Regions from separate parts of the Gossypium hirsutum genome. Here all the other regions are linked to region 3. Evidence: chromatin contacts called from public Hi-C data. All regions are on one chromosome and are shown on one strand. The core of a region is the stretch at or near the end of the contact, and the rest is flanking DNA. Distances in the headings are between cores, read along the strand shown.

What was found. Hi-C and Micro-C count contacts between places; a contact is called where the count stands out from the background.
Region 1: a Hi-C map of leaf shows a contact between it and region 3, with 6 times the contacts expected there. The contact joins the promoter of LOC107925667 here to the enhancer-like site in region 3. A contact is called at or near these places in 10 of 34 Hi-C or Micro-C datasets (callus, hypocotyl and leaf).
Region 2: a Hi-C map of leaf shows a contact between it and region 3, with 2.0 times the contacts expected there. The contact joins the promoter of LOC107925926 here to the enhancer-like site in region 3. A contact is called at or near these places in 5 of 34 Hi-C or Micro-C datasets (callus and leaf).
Region 4: a contact with region 3 is called in a Hi-C map of leaf, with 5 times the contacts expected there. The contact joins the promoter of LOC107921005 here to the enhancer-like site in region 3. A contact is called at or near these places in 5 of 34 Hi-C or Micro-C datasets (callus and leaf).

Annotation. Positions count from the first base shown.
Region 1 is chrA08:20,281,908-20,287,170 of Gossypium_hirsutum_v2.1, reverse strand. LOC107925667 (E3 ubiquitin-protein ligase BRE1-like 2) reads right to left here and starts at 3,537. Exons shown (of 18, transcript XM_041074592.1): 1 at 3,235-3,537; 2 at 1,782-1,943; 3 at 1,608-1,695; 4 at 1,233-1,463; 5 at 931-1,098; 6 at 518-711; 7 at 344-427; 8 at 113-232; 9 at 1-33. The coding sequence starts at 3,336.
Region 2 is chrA08:20,394,417-20,399,776 of Gossypium_hirsutum_v2.1, reverse strand. LOC107925926 (non-specific lipid transfer protein GPI-anchored 6) reads right to left here and starts at 2,289. Exons shown (of 3, transcript XM_016856722.2): 1 at 1,595-2,289; 2 at 1,397-1,492; 3 at 885-1,225. The coding sequence starts at 1,931. The coding sequence ends at 1,098.
Region 3 is chrA08:20,658,045-20,663,039 of Gossypium_hirsutum_v2.1, reverse strand. It overlaps the pseudogene LOC107945580. Among protein-coding and RNA genes, the nearest start is that of TRNAE-UUC, 22 kb to the right of the region's middle. Within about 2 kb of position 2,794, at least 9 of the 9 cell types and tissues checked have an H3K27ac peak or open chromatin away from gene starts, as enhancers often do. A contact at or near this core is called in hypocotyl and leaf, where this site is marked.
Region 4 is chrA08:21,162,428-21,168,131 of Gossypium_hirsutum_v2.1, reverse strand. LOC107921005 (putative cyclin-B3-1) reads left to right here and starts at 3,083. Exons shown (of 23, transcript XM_041074595.1): 1 at 3,083-3,248; 2 at 3,411-3,444; 3 at 3,532-3,583; 4 at 3,692-3,749; 5 at 3,836-3,884; 6 at 3,987-4,080; 7 at 4,171-4,200; 8 at 4,745-4,802; 9 at 5,402-5,456; 10 at 5,541-5,628. The coding sequence starts at 3,228.

The DNA of each region.
Region 1 (5,263 bases), core at 2,288-4,787, 380 kb after region 3:
CTTCTCCCTCCTCATGACAAGAAACCTATCAGTCTGAAATTATACTTTCAAAACAGAGCAAAAAGTACTCAAGCAACCAAAGCATATGAAATAGTATATCAAGCAATTTAACCTGCAAGGCATCTATAAGCGCTTTGTATTGTTCCATTTCAGCATTCCAATGCTGGAGCTGATCATTTAACAAAGTGTACAGCCGAGAGGATTGTATGAATTTGTCATCCTTCAGTTCATTCTATGAGAGTAAAATTTTGCAAATTAAACTACTAGAATATGTAGCTTTATTGAAAAGGGTACTTCAACTGAAAGAAAAATCAACTTTCGAAGATCAATAATCCAAGCAAACCTGAAGATCCTTCAGTTGTTTTGAATAGATTAGGTTCTCTTCCTGTGCATCTTGAAGTTCAGAAAGTCGATCTCCTGCCACTATCTGCAACACTTGTTTAGTAACATATCATATAAGATTAGTCACCAAAAGAGGGAGAGAGCTTGAGAAAAACGCAGTTACGTAAATCAATACCTTTGTCTCCTCAATCAAATCCTTTATCTCCCGCAAGCCCATTGTCTTATCTCCAGGCTTTTCTGGTGACAAGCTTCCATTTGCTACAACTGGAGTTGATGCATGCATCCCAGATGCTATATTCTTCTGCATTTTCAGATCAACTAGTTTTCTTCTGCTTTCTTCAAGTTCAGCCATGATTTCCTCCAGCTCACCTTCCAGAATAAATAAACTACAGCTTTAACATACAATCTTGATAAGACAAAAATAATAAAATCTAGGCAATGGCTAACAAACAACCAGATTGCCAATCAGTTGGTACTAAACTTGCTACTGAGAATTGCATTTATAAATGTTAGGAAGTTATTGCAAGCATCTATATCTGATAAATAGTGTATAAAATACAAATATCTTCTAAAAGAACTAGCAGAGACCTTGAAGACGTTTAACTTCAGATTGATCAGTTGCATGGCTGCTTATATATGTTTGAATCCCATCAGCATACTCTTTATGCTTCAAATGTAGAGTGTCAATCACCTCACGCAAATTTTTGGCCTCTTCTTTCATCATGTCATCAATCTTAGAAAGCTGCGTTATAGTGTCTGCAAGCGATATATAATAATCAATGTAAAACTGCAGATAGAAGCACTAGCTAATGAAGAAATTGCTGAAAATTTCATGAAAAACACAAGAAATGACAAATTACTAAGCAACTGAAATGAAGAAATCATCTAACCTTCAACAGATAATTTCCCATGCAAAGAAAGAGTCATGCTCTCAGTTTTCATCCTCTCAGCAGAGATGGTATCCTCCAGAGATTTTATCAACTCCCTAGTGGATGAATGGCGCGAAAATAAGACTTGTTCAACATAATTTGCAATGCCATCTTTGTCATTACTATCAATAAAATCTGTTTCTAGAAGCCTACAAAGAAACATCTCCTCCACAGGGCATGATGGAATAGAACCTAAAGAGGGCAAGTTAATGTATTGTAAATTTGAGAGAACTTACACTTTGACTTTTTACTATTAAAAGACACAGCACTACCTCTCCCAACTCCAAAAACACACAAAAGTAAATTTGTTCAACAAAAAATTAGTCTGATCTGAACCTCGAGAATTGTCAGCTTCGTCCAATATTCGTAAAGCATTATGGCCTCCTCCAGCTCGTATTCCAAGCAGGACCAAATCATCAACCAACTATAGAGTAGAGTAACAAAAAAGAACTATAAAAAAATCATAATGATCAAAACAGATGAAAGTAAAAGAGTGCCATAAAAAAATACCTGATTCCAGAGTTGGTTCACAGTTATCAACATATCATCATAAGAGGCTTGCTTGTCTTTTAATTCTTTAATTTTGGTTTCAAGATCATGCAACTCATGTTTCTGAATATCTAACTGCTGGACAAGTTTTTGATTCTGGTACTGGAGAACTGCCGCATCAACCTGGATAAAAAGAATTCCTCTATATCAAATAAAATGCATGAGAGAATTAAAAACACAAATTTGTAAACATGCAGGGAAAAAGTTCAAAAACGGATTTTATCAATTTTAAATTTACTTGACATGTGCACCAACCTTACACATTGGGGTGTATGCAGAAATATCATAGTGATAATAAGAGGGCACTCTGAAAAATCAAATCATGTATAAAAAGTGAAAGGCAAATTCAATCGGGTGGCAGGGGACAGTATATCTCCACTCATCTTTAGGTATGCCTGATATTGAATTAGGTTATGCTCAGGGCTTAGCTTATCAACTCAACAAAATGTGCAAACTGGTGGATTTATGGTGCCCATGCATATAATCAGATGCCTAAAACTGATTCATGACAAGTCTAGGAATGGTTTGAATCAGATAAGAGACCAGAATATAACTAGAAGTTTAGGGAAATTTTCAATTTCTAAGATAGATCCAAATAGGCAACTCAAATAATTTGAGATGATGAAAAAGACATCACATTTCATTAATTTACAATATTTCCATTTGACATATACAGCATTGATGCAGCAAACCTACTCGGTTAGTGCAAACTACTTCAACTATTCACATTATCAGCTCAATTTAATAATAATTGGAGTTACATAACCCTAGCAGATAAATTAAGTGAAAAAAAGATTTTTTTTTTTTTAAAACCCTTAATTTTGGTGTGTCACCCTAAATCCGCAAATCTAAACAAACAAAAGCATATCAGTGATATACTGATTATGGGTAAATCGCTAAGAGAAAGAGCTTGTTTTCCTTTTTCCCCGTATAGACCCACAGGGGAAGGGGAATCGAGTTTCGCAGCAAACTACTTATCCACCACTAACAATAAATTAAATCAAAATTGATCCACAACAAGTAATAAATAAATTCCCCTTCTCTTCCTATACTGTCTCGACGGCAGAGAGAAAGCATTTGAAATTAAAATTTTCCATGAATAACCCAGAGACCATGAAGAAATGGAATACAACTGAGCATCCAAGAAGAAAACTAATAGCAGGAAAAATTTTAGATCAACTTTCCATTTTGTGAACAGTCGAAAGTAATGTCCCAAGATTCAATATTTCAGTTTTAACATTTGATTCTTCCGGGCGACAGGACAAAACAAAATGTATTCCAGAGCAATTTTGATTTGAGGAGAAATTATAGCTCAAAAAGAAAGCGAATAAAATCATGCAAACCCATTAATTTATCAAGAAATTAAAGAGGAAAACAATATATTTAAGAAAAAAAAGTGTGAGAGAGAGATTACAGATTTGGTGTGGTTGGGAGAAGTGGAGGAATTACGGGCCATGGCGGGAGAATCCAAGTGAGGCCTCTTCTTCTCTGGTTCTTCAGATTCAAAGCTTTCCATTTACTGCAGTTAGGATTGCGATTTACACCCCCTCCCCTCTCTTTTACACTTGATTACTCTTTCGCCACACCATCAAATCCCAATCATCATGCGTTCCCAAAACCCTAACTTACAAACTCTACTCGTTCCGAGAATGATAGATTCCAGTAATTTGCTTTCTACGGAGTCGTATATTGAGAAAAAAGCAGAAGAAAGATGCATCACCCGTTAAAACGGTGGCGTTTAACCTTATAGCTTTGTTGCTCTTCAACCAACCTTCGTCAAATAGTTGGTTGAACCAAATTAAACCGGCCGATCAGACCGATTGGATCAATAAGTGGTCGAAGTATTAGTTTGGAGAGATATTGATCGGTTGACGGGTGAGTTAATATGATCTAATTAAATTGGTTTAACCGGTTTCATTAGTTTTTTTCTATTTTTTTTTTTATAATTTTTTTAAAAAATTATTTAATAGAATTAGTGGGTTTAACGATTCAACCATGATTTTGTAAATTTTTTTTATAGTTTATATTAGGTTTAAATTAGTTTATTGTATTCGCAATTCAAATAATTATATTTATTTTTTAAAACTTTATTATAAAATTTGTAACATTTTAGAGGCGACATGAAGTATTTAATTTCATGATATGTAACCTTCTTTTGTAAATTAAAATTTATAATTTTGGTTCAAACTTAAACAATTTGATTAGATTAAAAAGGTAGGACTAGATAATTTCAAATGAAGTTAATAAATTAACGAGATAAATAAAGAATTTCAACTAAATTTAATAAATAATCTAGATAGAATAAAGAATTTTTAATAAATATAATAAATAATATTTATATATGATAAATATTGAAGTAAACCGTAAAATAATAGAAAATCTCTAATCTTTTATACTCTAAAAATATAAATATTTGTGCAATTTGAAATTCTAGGTTATCAGCGTCACCATCACCATCATCCCCTTTGTGATTTCATACGTAAGGTCTGTTTGGCAATGCTTTTGAAAAGTATTATGAAAAAGTGCTTTTGAAAATTTGAGTGTTTAATATTGTTGTCAAAAAGTGCTTTTGAGAAATAAAATGTCCATTTTAGACATGATATTATAAACTAACAAATATATTTAAATAATGTTCAAATTAGTTAATATTATGATATTTTACCAATATATAAAAAATAATTTATTATAACTTATTGTTAATATTTTAATATATAATATTAATTTTAAATATTTTTAAGTAATTTATTTTAATTATTTATTAAATTCAATTAGAATATATAAACTATATTTAAATATTTAAATATAATAATTAAATATTTGTAATTAGATAGTGACACAATTGTATTATTTTAAAAATGATTTTTTTAATTAATGTTTTTAACACATTTGTATTATTTTATTTTAAAATATACTTTGAATATATAACTCATATTAAATATTAACATAACATAGAAAACATAAACCTAGCAAATTAAAATATTACATATATTTGGATTAAAGTTTCAAAAAGGGATAATATTTATAAGAAAGGATTGTATGAAACAGTGACGCCACGTCATCTGTATCTCTTTCCAATAGTTTTATGCCACATCAGTATTCTTATACTGAATTTTAGGATTGTATCCTGAATTTCAGTATTTTAATTTGAATTTGATTTTTTTAGGATAAAATCTTGAAATTCAGGATAAGAGTACTGATGTGGCATAAAACTATTGGAAAGGGATACAGATGATGTGGCGTCACTGTTTCATACAATCCTTTCCCAATATTTATATACCAAATATAAATACTAAAAATTTTACAATAGCATTTACAATTTAAAGTGAATTCATTAAACTAGAAGCTATAGCATATCTTATTAATTTAATTTCAAGACCACTTGAATTGTTTGATTCACCATCATCATCACCATCATCATCGTCATCATTATCATCACTTTCTCG
Region 2 (5,360 bases), core at 1,040-3,539, 260 kb after region 3:
CACAAATTGAAATTTGTGACACCATCGAACTTCTCAATGTCAAACTTTGTTGTTGCCATCTCTAAACGGACTAATTTATGAAAATTAAATTAGCTCTGATACCAGTTGTTGAGGATTGACTCGATTAAGCAGCGAACAAGCAAAAATAGTGAAAGAAATTGAGAAATTGAACATACAAATTTAACGTAGAAAAACCTCTCCAAAGAGGATAAAAGCCTATGGACAAAGATAATTTTACTATAATGATAAAAGAACGAAGAGTACAAAGATGGAGATAAAAATTAAACCCCGAAACCCAAAAAACAAAGAACCCTCAAAACATAAACACAAAATTCTCTAAAAGTGTTTTTGAGTTCTAATATCTAACGGGTGTTTTTTTTAAGGTTAAAAAAAAAACCTATTTATAGGCTAAATTCATAGGTCAAATAATAATAAAATAATTTAGACTAATCAAAATTTGATTGAAACAAATAAACAAAGTTTAACTGAAAGATTATTTTTCAAATTTAACTAAAATAAGAATCATACTCAACAATGATAGATGCTTATCAAAATTGGTTGGATGAACAACAAAATGAACTTATAAATAGGCAACAACGTGATGTCACTTGGAGTGCAGTTTCGGAATGTCTTTGATCAGCTTTTTGTGCTTTATTTTCCTATTATATATGACACTCTTTTTAGGTATTTCTTGGAAAGTTTTATTCATTATATTGTGAGATATTTTGTTGAAGTAATTTATAATAATATAGGTTCAACCTGCAGGTGTAAGATTTGTGAATCGTGATTTCTGTTCCATTCTCTGTTATAATAGAAGTTGAAATAAAATAATCTTCTACCATTTTTGTTCTCTCTCAACCTCTGTTCAAATAAAAGTTAAAAAGTGCAAACCAAAAAACTTTTTCATATCATAAAATGATGTGCTTACTCACCATGAATATCAACACATTAAATATAAGAATATATAATTGCAAAAAAAAAAAATCAAAGACAAACTAAAAAGGATTTTAAGATAAAAACATAACTGGATCCTGGTCCAAACTCTTAAATTATGGATATAACAAACATAGCCGCAGCTGTGTGTAAACTTCTATCATTCACACAACAGAGTTTTGGTGTATGTTGAAAACCCATAGTGAAAATCCGATAGCTATCTCTACTACTCCCACGCGCTTCTTTCCCATTCCTCCATCACTCTTCTCTGCAGCACTGCTTGTGGAGTTACCTACGTACATAGATATATTTATCTGTATCACTGTGTTGAACATGAATATGTGTCCTATATGGTTTTTTCTAAGTTTTTTTTAATATATATATTTGGAGATGTTCGGAAATCATAAAAAATGAGAATGAGATGGTATGTGGTAATAGTAAAGAGAGATGAGGTATAAGTTACCACTCGCAGGTGGGGATGTGGAATGCTTCTCTGTCAGCTTTTGATATCCTTGGAATAACTTAGCTTCCTGGGAGTTGGGTGCCAAGTGCAGAAGGGCTGAAATCAAGCAAAAAAAAAAAAGAAAAAGAAAACAGAAAATGAGGGAGAAAGCAAAGGTTATGAAATGGAATAGCATAGAGTGGAAGAGGTTTTAGTTACAGATGCATTCCGTAATGTTAACAGTGTCATGACAAGTGTGAGGGAGGGTTGCAGCAAGACTAGCATTGATGTTGAGGCCAAGACTGGGGTCATCTCTATCTTTAATCAACACACACAGGCATTTCTTGCTCTTAACCAACACTTGTTTCAGCCCACCGCAACAATCCAGGGTGGGGGCTTTGGCCTGTCCACCAACGTATGGAAGACATGGAGCAAGCCCGACTAGCTGATCAGTGCATTCCGCTTTGTCTTGGTTCACATCACTGGATGCCAAACCCAGCAGCATGAGAAGCAGGGTGAAAGAGAGTGTGAAAGCCTCATGCTTGGACTCCTTCATTGTTTTCAGTGGTAAGTAAGGCAAAGGGAAAGTAGAAGAAAAAGAAAGGAATTGAAACTAAACACATTTCCATTATCCAGGGGCTATATAGTGAGAGAATGAGAGTTGTGAAAAGGAGAGAGAGACAAGTGGTTGGTGGCGATGGAGTTTGAAATTATTATGGTATAAATAATTAATTAAGTTATTCCACAAGGGTCTTCATCTTCAACTGTGATCATTATTTGTTTTAATTGAGCAAAGCCTTACCTGTTATATACGCACTCTCTTCCAAATAAGCTATTGTCCTCATCACAAAAACAATTATGAGGTATCATGCCAGGTTGAACAAAGAAATCCAGAAAATTGAAAATTTGATTTAAATCTATGTATTCTGTCCAGTTTGGTTTTGGATTGAGGTTGTCACCCACATCATACATTCGGGTTTAAATTCAATTTTTTCATATAAAACTCGTTGTATTCAAATCAAACCAAAAATATATATGTTTAAAAGAATAGTTGTAATAGAATATAGAATATTATTATTATTATTATTATTATTATTAAAACTAGATACGATCGTTAAAGTTATGAAAACATTTCATAAAAAAGTTATAAAAGTATAGTTTTATATTAGAGTAAGTAGATCATTTCTTAAATATAATAATTAGTATAATTTTAATTTTAGAAAAATAGTTTATTAAACTTTATAATATTTTATTTATAAAAGAAACAATTATTCAAAGGTTGTCAATTATATATATTTAATAGGTATGAATTTATTCCATTATATGGAAGATTACAATTACTCGGTTATAAAATTGGCATAATGATTTATTTAGTCTTCTAACTTTATAAAAAAATCATTTTAGCCATTCATTGTTTACCTCTTTTAGCTATTAAACTTGTATTTTTGTCAAATCACCCCAAAATGAATGGAAAAATTAAACTTTCTTAACTTTCTTGACATGACATCTATGTGTATTCCATGTTAGCAACTAATTAATTTTAAAAAAATTTAAAAAATTTAAAAAATATTTTTATGATTTTTATACTTTTTAACAATTTTAATACTTTTTAATATTTTTAATTTTGTAATTTTTTAAAAAAAATAATTAATTGCTAACGTGGCATCCATGTGTATGCAACATTAGCAAAGTTAACAAACGTTTACTTTTCCATCTATTTTAGGGTGATTTGACAAACAACATAAGTTTAAGGGCTGAAAGAGGTAAAAAAGTAAATGAAGGGTGATTTGACAAACAACATAAGTTTAAGGGCTGAAAGAGGTAAAAAAGTAAATGAAGGGTTAAAATGACTTTTTTGCAAAGTTGAAGGGTCAAATAAGTCATTAAGTGTAAATAATTAAAGCTAGAAACCAATTAAACCAATTAAAAAAATGATACAGCAAACATTAGGTATATGAATAATTTACGTATTAGCTTTCCTTTTAATAGCTTTGAATGATTTATCAACCTAATAATTTAACTTAAAATGATTTTATAAATAGTCTTGTGGAGGATTATGATATTAATTTAATTATTTAGTTCATTTTATTAGTGTATAAATGAATCTAGAGCATGTACTATTATTGTTCTGAAAAAATTAAGAATTGCAATATTAAATTTTTGGGGCCCAAAACAAGATTTGAACTTAGGGTTTAAGATCATTAATGAAACAATATGCATTATAATAATATAGTTGTATAGGGTTACATATCGTTACTAATCTACCTTAATTATATAATGCTAATTGTATAATATAATTGTTGATACATAGTATCAATTGAAGTAGAGAAGGAGGAGAGGGGGCGGTGTTAAAGAAGGCCGATTCATCCGTTCTAGGGCCAAGAGCCAGAAAGTAGTCCCCTTACTGTGTTGATCCCTGAGGTATTTATAATGTCACATCTCAAAAATCGAGTTAGTAGAAATTGGGTTAGTAAGCCTAGAATGGTCACTCTTTGTTTTTAAATAATTGTAGTAAGAGTTATATCAAGTGATTAATTTGTTCTAGTGGATAAGAGTTTTGTGTCTGTGCTTAAGGTCTTGTTTGTTCAAATCATTTCCCTTGATTTTTAATTATTTTTGTTCCAACCCCTTAATTTGAATATCTAGCTTATCTATTATTTTCTCTCATATATTAATAAGATTGAGTTTTTTGGTTTAGTGGTAAGGCCTTAGCTTAACTAAAGGTCTTGTGCTTGAATCCTGTGCGTGCAAAGCAAAATTATTTTTGCTATTCCCTTGTGCTGCCCATGTGTTTGAAAGTGGGTTGAATTTGGATTCTGGGAAATCTGATAAGGATAACTAACAAATTTAGTGGTTGGTTTTAAAAATAATAATATATTCTTTTTGGAGAATTTTTCTCTCCAAAACACTCCCTCTCCCCCTCTCTCATCTTTTGTCATCCTAAGTTTGTTCCTCTTTCCATCTCATGTTTGTTTTTCCCTCTTTTTAATTCTTTTCTTTTGTTATAGTAAAGCAATGGTTGTGTTGATTTCCTTTGTTTTCTTAAAGATTACTTTTTAGTTTTCATTCCTTGCCTTCTTGATTCTCATTATCATCTTGTTCTGTGGTGTTGATTGGTAACACTTCATTGTGGTGTGGTCGAGCGTACTTTAGATGTCGCATCCCTAAAACTAGGTTAGTAGAAATTGGGTTAGTGAATCGAGAGAGAGGTCATGTCTTGTTTAAAAATAAATGTTGAGAAATTGCATTAAGTGAATTAATCTGGTTCAGTGGTTTAGTGTTGTGTTGGTGTGTGTGAGGTCTGGTGTTCAAACTTATTCCTTTGAAAATTCTGTATTATTCTTATTCCTTGTTCTAGCTCTTTCTGTGTAACTCATAATCTATTCTTGTTAGTTTGTTGGCAAAAATGAGCCTACTCATTTAGTGGTAAGGTTTTAACTTACCCTTCGGTCCCTAGTTCAAATCCTATTGTTGCCAAAGTTGAATTAATTTTAGTTCTTGCTAGTTGTGCTGTCTAAGTGGAGGAGTCTGGGTTGAATATGAATTCCTAGCTACTTTATAGGATAATAATTTGGTTAGATTTTATTTTTTTCTTAAATAATATCTCTTAAAACCTCTCTGCTAACCTGTCGTCCCACTTTTTCCATTTTTCCTTTTTTCTTTTTTAGCCATTTTTCTTTTGTTCCAATAAATTTCCTCTGTAGTTCTTTCTCCATTTTCCCTCATTTTTGCTCTTTTATTTTGGTTCATATTTGCAAGTTCAATCGTTGTTCCTCTTCTACTGATTCCCAGTTAATGGTTTTCCTGGTGAATCATTATTCTGGTGATGTGTTTTGAAAGAGAATTCATGATTTTGTTTTAGTGTAAGTTTTGTAAGTGTAATCTTTGATGGTCTCAGAGTTTAGGTTCAAAACTCGAGTTGTGATTTTAGTTCAAAATTTTGCATGAAAATTGATTTAAATAATTTGAATTTTTGATTAATTCT
Region 3 (4,995 bases), core at 1,545-4,044:
ACAGTGTTAGTTCATGCGAGGACTGAAGCAACTTGTAAAGTAATTGATTGGTCCAACACATGGGCAGCTGAATCCCATCTCTAGTTCCCATAGATATCCACTATATTTGAAACCCATTTGAAACCCAAACATTTTTTAAACCACTGGCCTCTCTATTTTATTTTTTCTTATTAAAAGACTTATATTACGCAACCAAACATCCAGCCAAAATCTCACACTTCTCCCATTACCTAATGCCCAGCTAATGTTACTTCGAAACAACCCTCAGACCTTCAAAAGTGAGTGCCAAACATAAGAGCGGTTACTTCTACCAATAGAGGGGCAACCACATTTAAGGTGGTATTTGCTTTTGAGGACTTGGACCCATAACTCGTTATCTTTGGTGAAAATGCCAATCTCTAATTTGAAAAGAAAAGACTTGTTTTGATCACATAATCGCCTTAATCCAAGGCCTCCATTCTCCACATGTTCACGAACAGAGTTCCATCGCACTAATGTGAACCTCAAATGAAATGCCGAGTAATTTTATCAATTTCATTACACATACCCACAGGAATCATGCAAGTCTGTATAAAATAATTTAGAATGGCTAAAAGGATAGCTTTGGCTAATGTTACCCTCCCTGCCATGGAAAGTAGTCTTGCATCATAGGAATTAAGTTTACTATGAACCTTGTCCACAACGAATTGAAATGTGCTATGTGTTACCCTTTTGTGTAAAAGCGACATCCCCAAATATGTTCCAAGATCCTCGACAACTTGGAATCCCATAAGATGATTTAATAAATTCACATCTTCATGGTCGACATTTGAAAAGAAGTAAACCTTCATCTTCTAGGAATTAATACGGTGCCCAAAAAAGTAACTGAACTTATCGAGAATTGAGCTAACCAGATAGGCCTACTCCATATCTGCTTCACAGAAAAGTATAAAGTCGCCGATGAAGAAGAGGTGTGATACCATTGGACTTCCCCTAAAAAGTTGTACTGACTTCCAGGACTTATCTTGAACTACACCATGAATCAGTTAACCCAATTTTTCCATACAAATCGCAAACATATAAGGTGATGGCGAATTCCTTGCGTAGGTTGAAAAAATTCAGTGAAGGAGTCATTCCATAGAATCTACATAGAATAAGATATATAGTGCATAATAATACAAATTAATTCAATTGGTATTCTAACATCAACCAAAAAATCTTGTATAAAGTCCCATCGAACACGATCATAGGCTTTTTCTAAATCAACCTTGATCGCCATCCATCATTTTTTACTTTTGTGAATTTTCATTGAGCGGATGACTTTTTGCGCAATAATAATGTTGTCAGTGATATAACGACCCAACACAAAGCTGACTTGGTTAGAGGCCACAATATTTGACATAATTGGATTCAATCTATTCACAATCACCTTAGTCAAAATTTTATAAGGCATTGTGCAAAGGATAATAGGGCGATAATGATACAAATTCTCAAAATAGACTATTTTTGGGATAAGGACAATAAGTGTTTGATTCCAAAAACAGATCCAATACTCCTCCCTAAAAAAATCCCAAATCATGGAATAAACCGAGGAACCCACAACACCCCATTAAGTTTGATAGAATTGCGTATGGGATCCATTAACACCAGGTGCCTCCAAAGGGGCATATTGACCTTCAAATCTCATCATTAGTATCCGGGGACTTCAAAAGATCAAATTCATACTGCCCAATCTTTGGGAAAACCCCTCTCAACATCTCCTTCAACAAAATACAACTTATAAAAAAAGGAAATGGCAATAGATTTAATGATTTTATCGTCATAGCACCAATTAGCCCCATCTAATCAGAGAGTCTAAATTTGATTGTGACGGCGACGACTGGTAGAGTTCTATATGCAATAAAAGTTAATCCCTTCCACAAAAACATTCATTTAGTAAGGTTTGGGTTACCATAGCAAACTGTCACAATAAACTAGTAATAAAAAATTATAGATGAAATCTTTAGATGAACAAATTGTGTATGGTTGAACAAAACTTCAACAGATATAGAGTCCTTCCATAAAATCCAGATGTTGCCAACGAAAATTTTTGCTTCAATTCAGTGTGAAAACGGAAACCCAATTTTCAAAATCACACAATCTGCTTGCCGACCACTCAGTCGAGGTCCAAGCAACGCTACCAATGATGGACTAAAATCTCAGACATATTCAGCAAGAGTACGATGAAATCGAATATGACCCGTACCTTGACAATTCCAAATAGAGAACTTACAATTCATAGGAAAGATCCCAAATGTAAGTAAAAAGATACCCATACTTCAATTGACTAAAATTGAGTCAACATCGAGCGCCGACTCCTCATAAGTAGTACTTGAACTTCCTACCTCATTCGCCTTATGATCCGGTTTAGAATCAATTCCTTCCACAATACCACTCATTGCATCCTTGACTAGAATATCCTTACGAGACCCAATCGAAATTTAACCCCTTCCCCTTGAACTTCTCTTTTAGCTTCTCTCCATTTAATAATATTTTCATTTTCCTTGGACGAAAAAATGGTAGCATCCATCATGAATCCTTCACTTGCTCCATCTGGAACCTTCCCTTCATTCCCAATAATATTAGGGTGAGTGTTTTCCTCTACAGAAACAACACAATGACAAGATTGATCAAGAGATAAATATCTCGTCTAGCTTGGTGATGCAAAAGGTTGGGTTCAAAATCTCTTTCCCTTTCTCCAACAAGCCTAGAGTCCAGACCATTAAAGACCACAGTAGCACCCTTTGGACCCTAAATATCACCTTGGACTTTTAACCCAAAGCCCACTGATGTACTACTCTCACCAGGCCCTTTAAGATGTAATTTATGCATCTCTAACCCTGTACTTTACTTCTCTTTACCTAATGCCCGTTTGTTTCTTATTCATAGCTTTAAGCCCAGATTTTGACATCTCTTTCGATTTCCCAATAGAAGGCAAGTTTTGCCCAAACACAAAATTTCATGTTTTACTCCTATTTTTTTCCTAAAATATCTTCCGAAACATCCTCCTAAATTGTAGATAGCACATCAAAATTAAATTTCCCGGATTTGGTGCCTTGATTTTCGACGCCTGAAGAGTTACCTATTTTGGGGTAGTTTTCTTGTCCTACGCTTACCACCATCCAAGAGCCGTAACTCTCCTCCTCCACCCTATTTTTAATATTCACCACCAATAGTTTCTTTCTTTCAACAAATTCTACCTCATTGTTCCTCATACCAAGCGCAAGACATCTCTCCTTTAGATGACCATAGTGCCCACATTGAAAGCATAAGTAGGGAGGGACTCTTATTCAACCCTTTGAAGTTGGCCATCAATTCGGATATTAGAAATCAAAGAGAGCCCCAATTCAACATCGACAGCCATGTGAGCGAATTGAACTCTCGTCCCATTATCTGTATTATAATCAATACGAATAACATTCTTAATCACCTCCCCAATTGCGAGCCGAATACTTTTTTTTTTATACATCACACCAAGAAGATCCGGTAAGCGAATCCTAGCAACCATATTGAAGGGGTACTCTTGCATCGTGCTAAAGTTTAGAGTCCATGGTTGTACTATCAAAAACTGAAAAAAAATCACCCAGTGCCCAAATAAAACTTTTATATAATCTTCAATAGATCTAAATTTGGCCATTTTCAAGATCCATTAGTTGAAACGTCTGAGTTGGTTTCCACAAGATGAAAGTCTTGCTAAAAAGGGTGTTGAAACCAATGTCCTGGCCTAAAAGTTTAATGATCACAGTCTTTGACATGCTATCGCCCATAAGTTAATGCACCTGATTAGAAAAATTAATTGAAGGAATTCCTCCATTATTATTAGTAACATCACCCTTCATCAATTCAATATCCTTCTCAAGGCTCTCACCCAACAGTTTGCTCTCCCCATATTGGTTTAGGATTTTGTCTCAAAAGAACATTTTGTCCATCCCAGCTACTTCCATAATAACATTATCCTGGTCAAGAGGGTTTTCTTCCCATAGCCGAACTTTCTTCGTAGCCCTACCAACTTTTTGCCCCTCCTTGCGATCACCTTTTTTTTTAATTAATGTTTTTAATTATTAAACATATTATTTTCAAGTTTTTAATTAATAAACTTGCTTTTAAGTTTTTTAATTTATTTTTCATATAGATAGAATAATACCATGAAAATAATTTTTTATATATCATTATGTTAAATATATTTTATTTTTTAAAAGCATCAATTGATTTTTTAAATTTATTTTTCTTTATATATAATTTTTATATGTCAAATATTTATTATTTTTTGGTCATTGTAGGTATAGTAGATTCTAATATATAAAATCAATTTATTATTTCAAATATCATTATTTTTAGTAAATATAAATTTTATATGTGAAATATTTGTTTTTCTATCTATATAATGAGTGTGACAAGTTTTAGTATTATATATTTTTGTATGTGTATTTGAAATATTTCACATATAAAATGAATGATATTTAAAAGAAAATTTTGTTTTGAAATATTTTACATATAAAAATAATAATGATATTTGAAGTAATTATTTGATTTTATAATATTAGAATCTATCATACTCACAATGTATGTGGAAAAAATATTTCACATATAAAAATTATATTTACTAAAATTAATGATTTTTGAAGTAATTCATTGATTTTTATATTAGAATTTACCATACTCATAATGTACATGAAAAATAAATATTTAACATATAAAATTTATATAAAAAAATTAACTGATATTTTTAAAAAATAAAATATATTTAACAAAATTATATATATAAATTAAGGGAGGGATAATTATGTTTTCAAAACAAAAGCTCTTTTACACCCTCTTTTATCTTTTTGTACTATTAATATTTTAATGATCTAACTGTTGAATTTAGTATTTTATTCATATAGATCATGCATATAAAATTTGATGAAATTAAACTATTTGATTTATGTAAAAAATATTCAGTCGTTAAATATACATTAATATATTGAGTATTGTAGA
Region 4 (5,704 bases), core at 1,834-4,333, 500 kb before region 3:
GGTATATTTGTATTGTTATGTTACTTGTTATTTACATATGAACTTACTAAGCATTTATGCTTACTCCTTCCTTTTCATTCACTGTAGTTTTGAACAAGCCGGCTTAGGAATCGGGACAAGTCGAAAGTTCGATCACACTATCCAAAGGACTTTTATCTTGGTAAATGGCTTGTACAACTACTTAAGTATGGCATGTATAGCAATATACCTATTTTGTGTAAATAATTTTATGATATGGCCATGTTTGGTTGAGAAAATGTTTGATATTGATAAGTCATGGTGATGGCTAATTTAGATCATGTTTGATATCATGGAAGTTTAACAGGTTATCTAGTTCATAAAAATTCATGGAAAGATGAAACTTGCCTTAAAACAGAATATTGCTGCAGCAATGACATAAATTTGAAAAATCACTAAAAATAGTATAAATATAACTAAATGATGAGTAAGTTATGAAATTGAAGCTTAATGAGTCTATTTTCATATGGATTGAACAAAACAGGAATATAAATTATATTTTATGAGATATTTAAACTTTTGCGAAACAGGGCCAGAGTGATTTCTGGATCCCCTGTTCTGACTTTAAAAATTCATAATAAATTTTACTAAAATAATTAGAAGTTGTTATTTATATGTACAGATTCCTTATTGAGTCTAGTTTTAATGGAAACAAATCTCATAGTCGTTGAAATTTTGTATAGAGATATATCTGATTCGTAATACACAGAGGTCAGAGTAGTCGAACCCTAAAATAGGGGATACTTTAATTAATAAACTGTACTAATTGGCCCAATAAAAAATTCTAGAAAAAAATTAGTAAATAGATATATGAGTCTAGATTCAGGGAAAATTTACGGATCTTGATTTCGAGTTTCGTAACTCGAGATATGATTTTTCTTGTAACTGTGGCGCGAGTAGCTAGAAAGCTGTGAATGTAGAAACAAATGATTTGAAGTTCTTAAATTGATAAATTATGTTTGGTAACCCCTCAAGCTCGACTCCGGTGATGGTTTCGGGCGTGGGGGCGTTACATGATCTAATAGTGGTTCGATTTGTTTTCCTCTCGCACTTTGGTTTGAAGTTTCGTGTTGATTTTGAGAAATTCATGGCGATCTACTCCAACAAAAAAAGAGAGGAGGAAAAGGAGGAGGGGAGCACTTTGGTATTGTCGACGGGTGGAAAAAAACCACTGAACATGATGGATGTTAAAGCTCAACTAAAAATTTAGGCCCATTAACTAGGCCCGGGCCAAGCCCAGTCCAAAAAATGAGCCTAAAATTTTGCCCAAGCCTGACCCGAATAAAAATGCTAAAACTCGGGCCCGACCCAGTCCACTCGTATTAATTTTTATATAATTTGTAAATATATATAATACATCAACAATACTAAAAACATCAAAATAAATTTTTCTCAAAAAATTGAAAATATATTTTAAAAAATATGTAAACTTAAATAATTCTAAGATAAATGCAATTGAACAAGCAAATGCCTCTAAAATAATAACAAAATTAACAAATGCCTTTAAAATAATAACAAAATTAACAATAACATAAGTTTTATACAATATCCAAACAATAACAACAAAATAGTAGCAACGTAATAGTAAAATGGTAGCAAAATAATGAGAAAACAACAAGAAAATAACATTTAAAAACAAAAAAAAGAGCAAATTTTTTTCCTTTAGTTAATCGGGAAGCCAGGCCAAATATGCTTTACTTGAGGCCCGACCCATTTTTTAAATGAACCTTATTTTTTTTGTTTAAGCCCATTTTTCGGGCCTATATTTTAGCTCAAACCCTCCCACATTTCGAGCGGACATTCGGGCTATGCCAGATGGCCCGACCTATGATCAGGTCTAATGAAAGTGTATAACAACTAATGCTTTTAATTACTTTTAGCCATAAATGCAAAATCCTTAAATTTGATAATTAATGATCCAATTCTTTCTTCCATCCTCTCTATTGTTAAAATATAAATTTAAGATCAATACCCCACATTTAAAAAGAAAAATTCAATATTACACGTTCATTGATTAATGTGTTATTAGTTTTTTTTATGAAAGTAAAATAATGGATTTTTTTATAATTTTCTTATTTAATGATTATATATATTTATTTATTTATTTTTGGTATAAAAAGATTTGAAATAATGATTTTAAGTCCTTTTAACTCCCTTACTAAAGCGTCACATCTCGTCATACCATTGGTCAATACGCTATGTTTGATTAGGTATAAATTGATAAGTGAAATAAAACTTCAAGTGCAAAAAGTGAACATTTTAAAAACATAGATACTAAGTTAGAACAAACCCTAAAATAAAAAGGTTATTCATGTCATTTTCCCTTCTACAAAGGCATTCTTCTCAATCTAGGTGAGTTCTTAAATGTTCTTGGCATAATAGTAATAATAATATGATGGAAAGCTACAATGATGATGATCCATGAAGCGAAAAACAAAAATTACGCTATTGATTATCTTTTGCTTTTGAAATGAAGATTATAAATGAAAACACAAGTAGAAAAAAAACTAAAATTTACTTTATTTATCAAAAAGGTGAAAACAAAAAAGTAATCATACAATGGAAAAGTCCTGCAACTGAATAATGAGATTTTAAGAATTTTTTTTTAGAATTTTTAATATTTTTTGCATAATTAAAATTAATAATTTTATAATTTTTAAAAATAAATTATGAATTTTAAACTCTATTTAATTTTTTTTTTGCATTTATCATGAAAAGAATTATTAAAAGTACCAAATTGATGTTTTAGTTATAGATGAGTGACCCAAAAACAAAAGAAATTACTAATAATTGTGTGACTAAGGATATAGCTTACCTGAATATATTTGAGGAATAGTAGCTTACTGACCCAGGTTGATGCCTTTTAACAAATTAACAAAAGGTGGCTTAAATAACTAAATTTAAATAATTAAGTGACTAAATTATAACTTTTCATAATTAAGTAATTATGAGTATCATTTATTCAGAAGAAAAAGGTTGGCCCGGAAGCATTAAAAAATCCTCATTTGAACTTGAGCCCAGCCCGCCAGATCTTGTATAAACAGAATCACATCACATGGGCCTAAATGATCTCAAATTTTGAAACAATTTGAAAGACAAAAGAGAGGAAAGAGAGGCGGGATACACCACTTTTCAATTCAACATAAGCAAACGGTTAACTTTTCTTTCTTCCTCTCAGAAGAAAAACAAGTCAAGAAAGATCCATCAAAATGGCATCTCTCAAGCTCAAGGTATTTTTTCCCCTTCTTTTTCATTAAGAATAATGCTTCTTAATTCATAAGGAAAATTGTGCTGTTTCTCATTATCTTTTTAATAATTATTTTTCCCCTTTAAATTTGAGTTAGGGTTTCAGTTTTTATTTATTTATCAGTATATTCTCTCATTTTTTCCAGGGGAAAACAGGAGATCAACTTAGCTCCAGTCGTTGTAATTCTATCTATTCCTATTTTCTATATTCAGTAATTATATATATTCTTTTAGATTCGTTATATTCTTTTCTTATTTGTGTAAAAGGTTTGAAAATTTATTCCCAAAATGAAAATCCAAAAATTGAAGCATCTACCATGTAAGTTTGCTGCCCTTGCTTCGATTAGAGCATCGTCTGATTTTTTTTTAAATAAAGAATAATTTGATAGTTTGACGAACTGGTTTTCTTTTACATTTTCTTTTTTAGGACGAAACCAGTAGTAGGTAGCAAAGCAGCCGTTTTAACTACTGCAATCGATTCAAAGGTTATTACCTTTTTTTTATTGATTCTCATAATAAAGCATTATTTATTTATTTATATTCATGTTTAACTTCCAAATGTAATTTAAAGGGCTCTTTGAAGAACATGACCAAGATTAAAGGCAAGCGCGATAGTTCTGGTAAGCTTCAGCTGCATCTGCAACAAATTTGTCATAATCAGTATCTCCATTCTATGCCATTGAGAGCTTTTTTTTACAGTTCTTTATACGCTCACTTTTCAGAAAATAAAATAGTTCAAAGAAAGGCACTGTCAGATCTTAGCAACCTTACTTCTTTTGTTTCTTCCACGAAAGTTTATGATGGCTCTAAATCAATGTGAGTGCCACAGTTATAATGCTTTTGAATTGTTAGCTCTTTCTGGAAATGGCCTAACTAGTTGTCATTGCTGCCCTTTTTGTAACGCAGGAAGAATGAGAGAAGTGCCTTGTTGGAACGGTATGAAATCTAATTGTTGTCATTGTGTCTTATTTGGCTGTGGATATGATGCATTGCCAAGATTTGAGGACACAATAGACCCTTATCAATTTCGCCCATTGATTTTTTTTTTTGGGGGGGGGTTATGAATAAATTTATGGAAATTTTGTTCAGTGCCAATCTTTCTTCTTCTTTGTCTTTCTTCTTTATCTTTTTTTTTTTTTAAAGAAAAATTTCTAATTTTTAGTCTAGACATGTTTCAACTTTGAACTAGTGTACTTTTTGTGCCTAATTGTCGCTTTGTGTTTGATTCTGTTTCTGTCTATGACCTATTTTATCAATAACATTTCAATGACATGCATTAACTTCCCCTCCCTGACTGTCCCTGTCTGTCTCTGCTTTGTTATTGAATGAAGAAAGTGCTCCATTTATCCAAAATGAACATGGGGCCAAATTTTACAAAATTCTACTGAAGAAGATGATAGCCCTAGATGGATATTTGTATGTTAATTCGTTTATTGTTTTTTAGACTATAGTTCAAATATGTGAAGTAATTTATTTGCAGGGTTTCAGTGGCTTCGGCTGCAAAAACTGCTAATGTCTCATCCAGGAGATCTTTCAAGGTACAAGTACTAGATTAAAAGTTCAAAGCTCTTTTTTACTTTTTCTCCTGCCCCTACAGCCCCTCAAACATACAAGTCATTTAAAGTGTGAAAACTAATAACTAAGATCTTGGTAAATCAGTTCTGGAACTATCCTAATTCCTAGTCCTAATGGCATGTGTACTGTTGATATCATATTTATGTTATATCACCAAAGTAGTAAGGTAGAAGTGATACTCTGATTGTCATGAACAATCAATCATTAGAAATTGTTGATTGGGAATAACCAATGAAAAGTTGTATGATGTAACATTTATTGTAGTGTTGAGTTTAAACTTTAGTAAGTTCTTGGCTGAAGTTTAGGACTTTCAAACTGCTAAATTTGAGTGTTTTATCCATATTTATGGCATCTTAATTTCACTTGATAATACAGACCACAATTACTGAAAGAAATTCATTATGTAGTTTTGATATATTCATTTGATTTTCCACTATAATCAAAGTATTATTAGGTTTGCAATAAGCCTCCTTTGTAGCTCTCTTGATGTCATCACCTTTTGTTTGTGTTATCATGGAGTTAGGAAGGACTTAAATCTATTTCACAAAATTTTTTAAAATAGGGAAAAGAGAGGGACCATCTAAATCAAGGTGCTGTTGTTCATACTTCAAAGACAGGTAGCCTGCTATTATTTATAAAGTTGTTTTGGTAACGTTCACCAGTAAAACAACAAATAAGCAAGTTTTGCTTTCTGAGAACAGAAAGTAATAAAGATGTGAAGACTTCCTTGAGTGTCCAAAGTGTTACAACCAAGAATTCAGATCGTAAATCTGTTCTTGCCACCAGCAGGTACAATGTTAAATTGAGCTCAATTTCTGTTTGGGGTGCAGGATAAAACCTGCTAGTATGACTGCTGTTTTGAAAT